Linked DNA regions of Gossypium hirsutum: region 2 is linked to region 1. Evidence: chromatin contacts called from public Hi-C data. All regions are on one chromosome and are shown on one strand. Each heading gives the region's core, a stretch centred on a gene start, on an enhancer-like site or on the middle of the called end of the contact. The rest is flanking DNA. Distances are from core to core; before and after follow the strand shown.

What was found. A called contact is a pair of places that touch in the nucleus more often than the background predicts.
Region 2: a Hi-C map of leaf shows a contact between it and region 1, with 2.8 times the contacts expected there. The contact joins the enhancer-like site here to the promoter of LOC107898131 in region 1. A contact is called at or near these places in 11 of 34 Hi-C or Micro-C datasets (callus, hypocotyl, leaf and 1 more).

Annotation. Positions count from the first base shown.
Region 1 is chrA06:51,868,554-51,875,080 of Gossypium_hirsutum_v2.1, reverse strand. It overlaps LOC107898131 (glucose--fructose oxidoreductase), which reads right to left and starts at 2,548. Exons shown (of 12, transcript XM_041114706.1): 1 at 2,009-2,548; 2 at 1,760-1,900; 3 at 988-1,036; 4 at 586-603. The coding sequence starts at 2,131.
Region 2 is chrA06:52,161,472-52,167,998 of Gossypium_hirsutum_v2.1, reverse strand. It overlaps the pseudogene LOC107961775. Among protein-coding and RNA genes, the nearest start is that of LOC107963045, 19 kb to the left of the region's middle. Within about 2 kb of position 3,383, at least 2 of the 9 cell types and tissues checked have an H3K27ac peak or open chromatin away from gene starts, as enhancers often do. A contact at or near this core is called in leaf, where this site is marked.

The sequences.
Region 1 (6,527 bases), core at 1,299-3,798:
AAGCCTAAGCTGACTATCTTCAATAAGCATGCAGTAATATTTAGAAATAATTACTCTTCAAAATGACTTTCTAAATATTAATATTTTTACCCAAACGGTGTAAACGATAATAGAAAACAAAAGAATAAATTTGGTTTATGCACATCTACTTAGTTCAAAAAATCATATTTAAAACAATTACTTCAAATGCTGAAGACATGTCACTTTGGAATCTTGAAAATTTTGTTCTTAAAGTATCAAAGAGAAAAAAATTGTTTCAGGAGGCAAAATGTTTTGCCTCTCTCAAAAGTGAAGTTTGCAAACAAAAAAGCTTATGGTAAGATTTGTCTTCACAATGAGGCAAAATGCTTTTTGTCTTCATTATCAGAAAATAATAAACTTGAAGTTGAGAGAAGTGTCATCCTTGAGACTCATGGTAAGATTTGTCCTACTTCTGATCCTCATTTCCAACTTCTAGGATATTTTGCTTCTGTAAATGCTTCTTTATTTCATGTTCAAGTATGTTCATATGTTAGATCTGTAATAAGATTTATGTTCTAAAATTAGAAACTATATAAAAATTAACTGAAGAAGTATGGAACTTACTAGTTGCTGCAGGTTTCTCTAGAGATCCCCAAGTTAACCAGGTAAGACATATGGAACACACAAAACAAAAAGAAAATTAGTAAATTGCACATGGAAGAATAAAATAATAAGACTACTATTCCAATCCCATAATGCAAAATATGCTTATCTGGCCATGATGTATTACAACAAGTCATAGATGCATCATCTATCTTCCTTTCCATTCAAGAAAAATGAAAAAAAAAGGGGGACGAGGTAGTGAAATTTGTTGGATTTCTGTTCTTTGAAAGGAAAATGGTAGTCAAATTCAAGAGATCCTATGCAAAATAAATCCAAACTGGGAAAAAAGCTTGAGAGCCTCATTAAAGGGATAACGAACTAACTCACTTGCCCTAATAGTTAGAGCATACCAATATATCTCACCTTGAATGACATGCTTTCCTGCTTTTAGCAACTTTAGCGAGATATCTACCTGCATGGTTTAATTCATATGTAAGCAAATAACCAACAACGATAGACTAATGTTCGTAATATTAATACCTTATAAAATTATCTCCCATTAGGAGTTGGAATCAAACCCTGGTCTCTTCCCTATTAATTTTCTAAGCCATCCTCTATATTGTAAAAATACAAGTTTCACATGAAAATTTACTTTAGACAGAGACAGACATATGTAAAGAGTTATACTATTGACTAAAATGTTAGATCAAAATGCAGATAAAGAATGAAGGTAGAAAAATAATTATAGAACTTGAAAATAATGACTAGAAATTATGAACATTCAAAGTTTAGGCTAGAAGTTATGTTTTCATGATTTGATGTGATTTGTTATCTACCAAAGTACCAAAACCACAAGAACACTCACCTTAAGATGATTTTTTTAGTCATTTTACAGATTCATTAAGGGTACTTATGAAAGCAATACCAAAGAAATATTTTCATCTTTTATGAATAACTGCTCATACATCGCTACATTTCATGAAGATATTTTTTAAAGAAAGAAATCAAAGCCAGCTCCCTCAAGGCATTGATTAGCAAGATCCACATCTGAATTCTACCACAACAGATGGTTGATCTCTATGTTTTCCTTTTTTTTCTTTTTTATTGTTACTTAGATGACTCGTATTACAAATTACATAAACGCAATGAAAGTTCAGGGATAAAATAATGTTGAAGAAATGGGAAAATAAAGAACCTGAACTTGGCCAGCCAAAACGACAGCAGTACCAATAAGAGAAGAATCCTGCACGATGTCGTTTAGACCTTGGTCTCCCCATTTACATTCCACTCCAGGAAAATGCTGTTTGGCTATCTCAACAGCTCCTCTCGAAGATTCCTTCTCGGTATGAACCATAACATCATTACTATTTCAAATACAGCAAAAAGAATACAAATATATATACATTTTCAAAATATTGAGTAAGAAGAAAGGGGAAAAAGAAACCTCTGAACAGCTCCAGATATATTTGAGGCAGAAGAGATGTGAGATCTCGGCGAGTCTCGGGATGTATTGAGTTTTTACAAATATTCCAGCCTCCAGAACCGCGATTTGTGGAAGGGTAGCCATTTTTGAAGGATCTTACTTTTTTAGCAAAAATTTAGATAGATCGATCTTTTACGATTTTGTTATGTGGGAGTTTGGAGTTTGGAGTTTGAAGTTTGAAGTCGACTGCAACTGCAATGTGGTAAGAGGAAAAAAATGTGCTTGGAAGTTGAGCGAGACGCAGAAAATTCTAACACGAGCTACCAAAAACGAGCTTTCAGTGGGCTCACAAATATATTACCAGTTAGATTATCCCATAGAAAATCTGAACCACTAGACAAAAAGAAGAAAGAAAATTTTGAGCATAAAGCGGTTTTTGCCGGTTCTAAGTAAAGAAAAAGATGGAGGCTTTTTGTTTTTTCTTGTTTTTATTTGGGAAAGAAAGAGAAGCTTTCCGTTTCTATTCCACAACAAAAGTTTTCCCTCAGCTTATGTGAATTCAAGTTGCATTTGTATTTTGTTTTTCTCAACTTTAAAATTAAATTATCTGATCGAACTCATTTAATTTAGTTAATCAGTTGATTAATCGATTTAGCTCACTCAGAAATCGATTAAAGATTCTTTAAAATTTCGGTTAATAATTAATTAAATAAATTAATCGAACTTAATAAATAATATTATATATTATATGTATTAAGCTATTATTAATTCTATTAATTCAGTCAAATGAACACTGTCAATTTTTTTTTATATATTTTATACCTTTTTAATAGAAAAACATATAAATTAGTTTTAGGATTTGAAAAGTAGGGGTTTTCTTGATTAAGTGATGGAATTAGTTTGTTACGAGGTCTAACTACTTATGCGAAAGCCAAGCCAAGATAAACCTGATCATACAAGACATTATGTGATGAGTACTCTAACACTTTCAAGGAAGTGAAATTGAAGTTAAGGGTCTGCGTGTTTGATTGAAAATGGTTTCTAAAAAAGGATTTCTAGAAAACGACTTATTTTTCTTGAAAAGTTAATATTTTCTGGTGTTTAGATAAATTTGTATAAAATATTTTCTGTTGTTAGTAGATTTTCTAAAAATATTTTATAAAAGCTGTTTTAAATGAAACATGCTTACATTTGAGAATTTATTATCTTTTCATTGTTTAATTGAATTTATTTTATATCTATTAAATTTATATTTACATTGTTGTTACATATATTGTAATGATTTATTTATAAATAAATACATCAAACTAAATATATAATGGTACTCAATTATTAAACTAGAATAGTAATAGTTATAAATTGAAAACAACAAAAGCGGATAGATGATTCTTAATTGTGTTATAAAAAAATAAAAACAAAGATTGAATAATAATAAATTAGCTTCTAAATCACTATTAATACTACAAATCAATAATATTATCCAAGTGCATAATTAGTAATACACCACATGATAACTAAAATATTGTCCAAGTGCATAACTAGTATTACACCACATTAAAGCATCAACATCTTCAACCTTAAGAAAATTTTTGAAGCCAAATTTTTGTATGCTTCATACTTTTAACTAAGAAAGTTTTGGCCTCGGATTTATAACCTACAAGATAATTAAACACACTACGAAAGAAGTCATTATCAAATCCTTCCACTTCCATGGACATCTCTTCTTCTTAAAGAAGTGGTGTTTTATCCATATTAAATTGTTCCAATGCATTAGCAATCTTACCAAGTTGTTTACCCACAAATTTAATTTGTTCATCGACAATACTTTCTTAAGCATTTTTTTCTTTTATGTTTAGTTGTGCTAGATGAACATACTTTTGTTCTTACCTCCTCAACTTTCTCATTGTTGTAGTCTACAGGCACTGAATCTTAGTTACCATCATCCAAGTCTATGTCAGCAAATGTTCTAGCAAAACTTCCTATCGTCATATCTTTGCCAACAACCAAAGTCATTTCATCATAATGATCAACGCTTTTGTTGAAAAATGGTTCATACTTCTTGTATGCATGTTAGATATTATACACAACCAGAATAACAAGTAAAAACAACTGAAATATATTTAACATATATATACATATATTACCATCATTACTGCATCATATGTCGCTCTATCACATGTGATCATTTTCGTGTTATCATCCCATCCAAAACCACTTTCGCTCTATTAGATGATTTTTCACATGCTTAGCATCATATTGAACTTGGAATCTTTCAGAAATAGTTGTAGCAACTCGATTAAAAGAAATTGCTTTGAAAGTATTAGAAGACTTATTTCCTTTCTGGGCCTCCTCTGCTAGAATTTCGAGAAAAAGATATCCCTTCGATTTTGTCCACCTAAATTGCTTTATTGTCCCTTCTTTGTTGCCCTTACCCATTCTACATTCATAATTGATATTGTCAATAATTTCAAAATCCAACAAGCTAAAAACATAATAATTTCAATGTACAACAATAATTACAATATCAATATCCAACAAACATTAAAAAAATAACAATTTTAATACTAAAACATATATAACATAGAAACATTAACCCTGAGCCCTAAACCTACCTAATTTTCTAGCCATATAATCAGTCCACATAGTTTGTGCAATTTCCTCTCTTAGCAGACCGTTCTCTTGCTTCTTCTCTTTCTTCTCGCTCCGTAAGAGTTGGTATTATCAAATCAGACACATGCTCCTCATATAATCCTTAATTAAGTAAATCATTAGGATCAAGCCCCATTATATGATTATGAATGGTACAACAAGAAAAAACTATATCTACTTGAGTTTGAAAATTCCAAAATAGTTCAACATCTAACACATAAAACCATTTTTTCAAAATCCCCAAAACACATTCAACAGTGATTCACAATGATGAATGACGAATATTAAAGAGTTCATTTGCATTTTCTAGCCCGTGATCACTAAACTCTTTTAAATGATATCGGACACTACGGTTTGTGGTAATATATCTATTTCGGATGCCATATCCAGCATCAACAAGATAATATTTACCTACAAATTATTACTAATAAATTATGAGCTTACTTGAACTATTTGTTATTTAATGTTAATTTTTACCTTTTGGAATTCTTAATCCTCTTGAGCGTGAAAGTGCATCACTTAAAATATGAGAATCATGTGCACTACCTTCCCAACCAGCTAGAACATAGGAAAATTTCAAATAAAATGTAATGAAAACCAATACATTTTGCCTCGTCCCCCTTTTACGGCTATGAAATCTTCCTTGAATGCTAAGTGGAACGGATGCACGAACACGAGTTCCATCTAATGCTCCAATACAATCTTTAAAATAAGGACAAAAACTTGGTTTGTTTCTAATTTCACTAGGATTTGACTCATCACGTAATCTAATAACTAATTTATACAATTTCAAAATATCTATATTTTGATGTTTCCATTTATACTAAAAGCTCTATTAGCATCTTTCAGAGCTTTCTTAACTTTAAATGCAATTTCATTAAAATTTTACTTGTAAGTGCAACATAACATTCATATGCCCTTTTTTTTATATGCTCAATCAAGTTATGGCCCCATCTCATACCATGTAACAACCCCTTTTTAGTCAAATCAGAATAGTAGTTTTGGAACCACAAATCTGATGTTGAAATATTTATTTTATTATTATTTTAAGGTCTACAGCATGAATATATGATTGTGTGAAAGTTCCGTTTATAAATTTTATCGTTTGAATGCTCAATTCGGTAAAAAAAACTAAATCGCGTAAAGTGCAAAAATGTTGTTCTGTTAGTTAAAAGTGTTTAATAGCTATAGAACCTTAAAGTTAAGGTCCTTAAGTGGTAATTAGACCATTTTAATTGTGAATGGATAATTTTGGACATATATTAAGTGTTTTTAATGGTTTAATATTAAGGTTAATATGGTAAATGATAATTAATTAGTAAATTAAAATAAAACAAAGGCATAAAATTTGTATTCATCTTCAACCTTGCTGATTTTAAAGAAGAAAGGAAGTCATATTTAGGGTTTTAACATTCGGCCACTTCATGCTTTAATTGTAACTCCGTTTTTCTCTCGTTTTTAATTATTTCTACGTTTTTGATATCATTGCAGCTATGTCTAGCTAGTACAGGGACTATTTTGCAAAAATGTTAAAGATTTTGAATGTTTCCATTGATGAATACATTATTATTTTTATGTTTAATGATAGATTTTGAATGTTTGATGATAGTTATACAAGTTTTGTTAAATGACTGTTAGTGAAAATGAAAATTAGGGATTAAATTATGAAATGTGTAAATTTAGGGGTTAAAATGTGAAATAAATGAAAATTTTACACTGCTATAAGCATGATAAATATTCGGATACGCTTGGGTTGTGATGAAATTAAATGAATTTTTGTTTTTTGAGCCTAGGGACTAAATTGTAAAATTATTGAAATATTAGGGGCAAAAGGTAAATGTGCATTAATGTGAATTTTGCACTAAATTGAATAGAGAGATAATTAAATAAG
Region 2 (6,527 bases), core at 2,134-4,633, 290 kb before region 1:
CTTTTTTTATTTATTATTAAACAAAGGCAGACACAAATTACATATTATCATGTAACAGGACCCTGCATTTGCCACCAACTAAAGAGCCCTGCTTTGCTATTTTGCATAATTAGACCTTGAATGATATGCTCATAACATGCTGTCCGATCTCGCAGGCAACCGTCTAAAGAAGTTAAGAGGTACTGACGGAAGTTTGTGGCGGAACCTAGGATGCCTCAGTGCATAAAGTCTTATGAGAAGAGCCACAACTTGGAATGGTGTAACATAAAGAACTATGGCGGCGATCAAACAGAATGTCACGAATAAGGTGGTTGCTCTCGGGTCCCTCCAGCTTAGCAGAGACTGTAACCTTTCCCCTTGTGTTGCCAGATCACCAATCACAGTCTGAACTCTCCCTCCTATACTTCTGAGACGATCATATCTCATCCTGATGATATCAGATGGGCGGGAAGTGGGGAAGGTATCAAACTCTTCATCTAGTTCATCTGGATGGGCTGCAACGGCATGAGACACACGTGTATCCATGTGAGGAGGGTGCAGTGGCCGCCAACGGTAGTTCCAGATTCCAATTAGGAAAAGGTAGAGAAAAACTGTGGGAAGTATTAGCTCAGGGTAAAGAACCAATATAATGAAAAGGATATGAATCAAAATGGTTGTAATAGGGTTTCTCCAATTGCAGATTTGATCAAACCATTTTCCAACTGCAATCAACCCACTTAGAACTCCCATAATTCGGAAAAAGTTTGCTTTACTTCTCCTCATGCTCCACATATGTGAATCAACATCCAGTATGTACTCCACAACTTCCTTCCTCAATGGTGGCTCGGCCCGGCTCAGCCTCACCGAGACCATCTGCACAGCTTGGTGCCTCAAGCTATCGAGCTGAATCACAGACAATGGGTGGATGTAGTGCATCTTAGGCAACAGTGGATGCGAATACATATGCAGCATGTTAATCAAAGTTGAGCAGGTGAACCTCACAGCCAATTGAACTTCACCAGTTTTTTTAACCCCTGAAGAATGTAGCACCAGTAGAGGATACGAATGTGTATAGACCCTGTTGGCTTCAAGTGTCGATAACCGAATCCTTACCTTCCCAATTCTTGCATCCTTTGCCCCTCCAGCTCCCCCGTGTATATGACCATTATCAAAAACCCCTATAGTGATGACAGTACAAGGATCGAAAACCTCCCAAGTGTACTGCTCATTCCACCTTGGCATGAAATTGTCAACGATTGTCCTTGTCCGGATCCATTTCTGCCCATACTTGGCCACACAATAAGCATCTGTGGTTCCTCGTCCATCTTTTGTTTTCATTGGCATCAGGCCGTGGGCACTTAGAATACCCAGTTCAAGAATTCCAATGTTAGGTCTCCATAGCTGTTTTGCTGTCGGCCTAAGATCACTGCTGCAGTGTGTAGATTCATCCAAAACATGATACCCTCCTTCTAAACAGATCCTTAAGTGAATCCGGCTGGCGAATTTCATTTCTTTTTTCTCTCCATCAACAATCACATGTTTCTCGAGATTGTGCCACCGACTATTCACAGGTTTATGGTCTAACCTTCTTTGAACCACCTGTAAAGGAATCACACACTTCCCCAAGGTTTCATCCTTGTTCGATCCCACCCTATCTTCCACGGATAGAAACAATGGCTCCTCGAAAGGTTCAGCAACTACAAACATCAAGTCCTCATTCCACATTGGATTGATGGTCTTACTCGGAGATATTCTAGTTCTCAAAGCCTGATTTCTAAGAACAGCTTTCACAAATACTTCAGGGAACCTGCCTTTATCACTAGGTACCAAGTCTTGAGCTTCAATGACATTCACCCTCACATACCAAAGCTTGGGGGAAAGATACACTTTTGATCGAATGTTTGTAACACCATCTGGGCCAACTGATGCAGCATCTGAATGCCACGCATCCGGAAATGCCTCATCTGCTTGAGTTCCCATCCAAACAGCCAGCATGAGTTCTCCCTTCGGTTTATTACCCTTTCGATCTTCCAATCTATACCACTGTGGCGCCAATGGGCTGTCGGGAGGAACCCTCTTCGGAATTTCATTGACATCGAACACAACCCTGCCAATTAAATCATCTACAACAACATCCTTGTCCTTCACAAACACTTCCAAAATAGAAGCTTGAATTCTTTCTTTTGAGAATCCAAATACTTGGTTCCATTCAGGATTGCTCTTCTTCTCGAAATGCTTAGTTACTCCCTTGTAGTTCCCAAGTTTAACCTCCACATAAGGATCACAGCTACCAGTGACATCTTTTCCAGGTAAATCCTTAGCCTTCACAACTAGAACGTACAGGTATTGCATTTGCTCCACAAGGTCATAGGTGCACGAAAGCTTATCAACGGTGACTGCCCGGCCCCGATGTTGGGTGAGGTCTGCTTTAGGGCAAAGTCTACTGATTGTGGCGGCGGCTTCTGCATTTTGCTTCTAAACAACACTCAACAGTTGTGCAAGCAGCTCAGAAAAATTAGAATTTCGATAATAATAAACAAATTTACAACTTGGTAGCTCCATTTGGTAGCCGAGCTAAAGGGAAGAAAACTAAGTATAATAATAGCGAAACAGTTCATACGTACTTGTCAATAATCATTAGTAAAGAAGCATTCAATGCAGTTAACAATCAAAGAAGCGAACTTGAAGGCTCTTTAAACAATTTTCCCGGTTACCAAACAGCATTAAAATTGAAACATTTATCAGAATATACAGCAAAACAACCAAAACTGCGTTTTATACAAGAAGAAACAGACAGATCTAAAGCAAGAAAATCCGTTATCCCAAACACAAGAAAAAAAGAGGAGTTAACTACAAGCAAGAGAAAAAAATATGAACCATATATCACTGTCATGCATTATTGACATTTTACATGACTTAAAAGAGTGAAAAAACATAGTGTCAAAGTTAGAACAACAACTCAAACCAAACCTACGAAGACAAACATTTGAAATCAAAGCAGTCATTTAAAAGGAAAAAGAAAAAGAGATGTACCTTTGTAAGAATGCAAGAAAAAGGACCAACTTTCTTTCTTCAAGGTGCAGAAATTGAAAATCTTTTATGTTTATATAACTTGAAGAAAAAAAATACGAAACTAGTAAGAATAAGAACGGGAAGGTGTGGGAAGTGAGACTCAAAGATCTATAAAGTAATAAAAGAACACATAAAAAGTACAAAGTATCAACCTTTTCTCTTTTCACCATTTAATTTGATTCACCAAAAAGAAGAGCAAAGATGAAAACTAAAAAGATATATTAACAGGAGACATTTTATTTTGTATAAAAAACGTAGGGGTTGAAGCTTAAGATAAAACAAAGAAAGTCACACGTGGGAAGACTGTTGTCGGTTCCGGCACATGCGAGATGAAGGGTTGTTTTGTTTGTTTGTGTTGATGTTGGTGGACCTCGGACTCAGTGTTGTTGGCTCGCTCTTTTCACTGATTATTATTATATTGTTATTATTATGGTAAATCTACTATGTGAATGAAAAACCAACTTTAAAATTGATAAAAGTATAAATAAACTTTTAGTTGAATAGTAAAATATAAATATGAAAATTAAAAAGGTATAGGTTTAAATCTTATTATATATGGATATTTTTTTTATTTTTATATGAAAATATAAAATAATAAAATTTTTTTTAAAATCATACAATTTATTTTAAAAAATAATAATATTTTATTTTATTGATGTAATTGATATGCAATTAACCCGTTACACCAATTTAATTAAAATTTTTATTGTAGATACTTGAATTATGTCATGTAAGGATTGTCTCATGAGGTAGTGTTTCTATTTTGGAAGAGGATATTATTCACATTGGCATGGGTGGAAGCAGAATTTGAAGATTTAAATTTGAGTTTTGATTATTGAATGAAATTGATAGCAATTAGAAAATAAAATATAAATAGAATGGATGAAAGAATAAAATTAAAGAAAAGAATAAAATTAGAGAAAAGGATTATAGTGCAAATTTTACATTATAAAGTTCTTTTGCTCATTTTGCTGGAAGTATTTTTTTTTTGGGAAATATTATATGATTGATATTGAATATGAGTCTTTGCATCTGAATATTTCGTGGAGATTGAACTTGGACTATACATTTTACATAGTTTCACTTGAACCTTTGACTTTTGGCTTGGATATTTTTTCTTTAGAAAAAAAAGGAGAAGATGAAATGCACCCCCCGGTCAGCCCCTACTAGCGGACTCTCACCATCTTTTTCCAGCCTTCTTTTCTTCATTTCCTTGTGTTTTTCTTCAAATCAATCATCATTTCAACCTCCCATATTAAGATTTCACTAAAACCACTTAGGAAATCACCTCCTAAACTCATTTCCCACATAAATCTCTCCATTTTTGATTTAGGATTAATGAAAAAAAAGTTGAAACTAGAAAAAGAAAATTTTAAGAAACGATGTTTCCATCATTCCTTTCTTTGATATTTGTGATTGATGCTTTTAGAAAGCTATGAGAGCTTGAATACTAATGCTTTTGTTGTATTTTGGATTTATGAGAAGAGGAATGGTGGAAATTGAACCCCCCAAGCTTGTATGAGGGAGGAGCTAAGGTGTAGAAAACTTAGTTTTGAGAATAAGTATATCCAAGAGATAAGTATCATTGGATTTGTTATCTTTCCCATTAATGATGTGATTATGGAATCTGATCATTACTGAAATAAATGATTAAATAAATTATGTGTTAAAATGTGTGAAAATATGATTTGATGTGTTGTGATAAATGGGGAAGAGAAATGGTAACACTAATAACCTTAGTTTAATTTGTATAAAAAGAAGATTGGTATTATGTTTTGAGAAAATAAATGTCATGGCATAAGTTATGATTGGAATGAACACACGAGTTAATATGTTTAATAAAGTAAAATGTTGAAAATATAAGATTAATATATGGCTAAGAGAAGTTTTTGTCAAATGTGATAAGTAAGATCTGTGAAAATGAGAACTCAAATGCTATGCAAATCATGAGATAATGAATTATTTAACAAGCACATATATGTAAAATGACCTATCGGTAATTTGGAAATACATGACATAAATTACCTGGAAAGTGTTATGGTGACATGGTCGCCTAATGATAAAATGAATAAGCGAATTAAGAAATAATAATAACTTGTGTTATATGTGAAACGAGATAATTTTCTAAGCACTCACATAATAATATGGGGCATTGTGTGGCAATACGGGTCATTTAGTTGACAATATGAATATGTATATATGATATTTGGGTGCCATTATGATTCAAGGAGGTATATGTGTTATATGAGACCAATTATGTTTTGAATCTTTTAATTGATTATAAAATGAATGTCCTTATGAGATTGGTAGATTAGTTAGGATACAATTGGCATGCCACAAGGATTAGATGGGTACTTCTATAGGTATGTGTGTGTGGAGATATGTTATGATGCCTTACAACATAACACATTTGTGCTCTTGGTTGTGTTTGGAGGGAATTCACTCATTGTCACATGTTCTTTTGGCGAGCTAGTATTGTTGGGAGATTCCACTGGCGAGATCACCTAAGTTGCGAGACTTAGAAGAGTTAACGTTGGAGAACTTCCTGGCGAAGCATTTTGCTAAGCTTCACCAAGTTTATAGAATCTTATTTTGCGATTAACGAGTGTAACACCCCGTACCCGAGACCGTTTCCGGAGTCGGACACGAGGGGTTAACAGACTTAATTCCCTTATTTTTACAGTCCATTTTAAAAATTTCCAGACTAGCTGGCTAACTGCGTCACTGTCACCTTAAAAATCATATCTTGAGTTCCAAAACTCGAAAATTAGTTTCGTAAATTTTCCCTGAAACTGGACTCATATATCCATCTACAAATATTTTTCTAGAATTTTTGGTCAGGCCAATTAGTACAGTTTATTAGTTAAAGTATCCCCTGTTTCAGGGTTCGACTGCTCTGACCTTCATGCATTACGACTTATATATATCCCTGTACAGGGCTTCAATACTTATTCTGTTTGTTTTTAAAAAAACTAGACTCAAAAAGGAATCTATACAAATGTGGCATGACTTATAACTATCTCTGGTTAATTTATAATGAATTTCCTAAGTCCGATCAGGGAATCCAGAAACCGCTCTGGCCCTGTTTCACGAAAACTTTAAAATCTCATAAAATACTGTTCATATGATCGTTTCATTACTTCCCTATGAAAATAGATTCATCAAGGTTCAATTACATAATTTATTCACTATTTAATTCCAATCTTACTATTTTTAGTGATTTTTCAAATCCACACCACTACTGCTGTCAGCATCTGTTTTTAAGGTAAACCTTACCTATTTCATGGTTTTCCATGAATCAACTAGAGTTTGTCATACATAGCATCAAAATAATCATAATTAACCATTCCCAATGGCTAATCGTTACCAAAAATTTCCATACCTCTCAATGAACAACATACAAGACGATTATAATGCTATGCTCAAAGTGTATATAAGCCATTTTCGCATGGCTATCCAAATTTATACAAAACCAA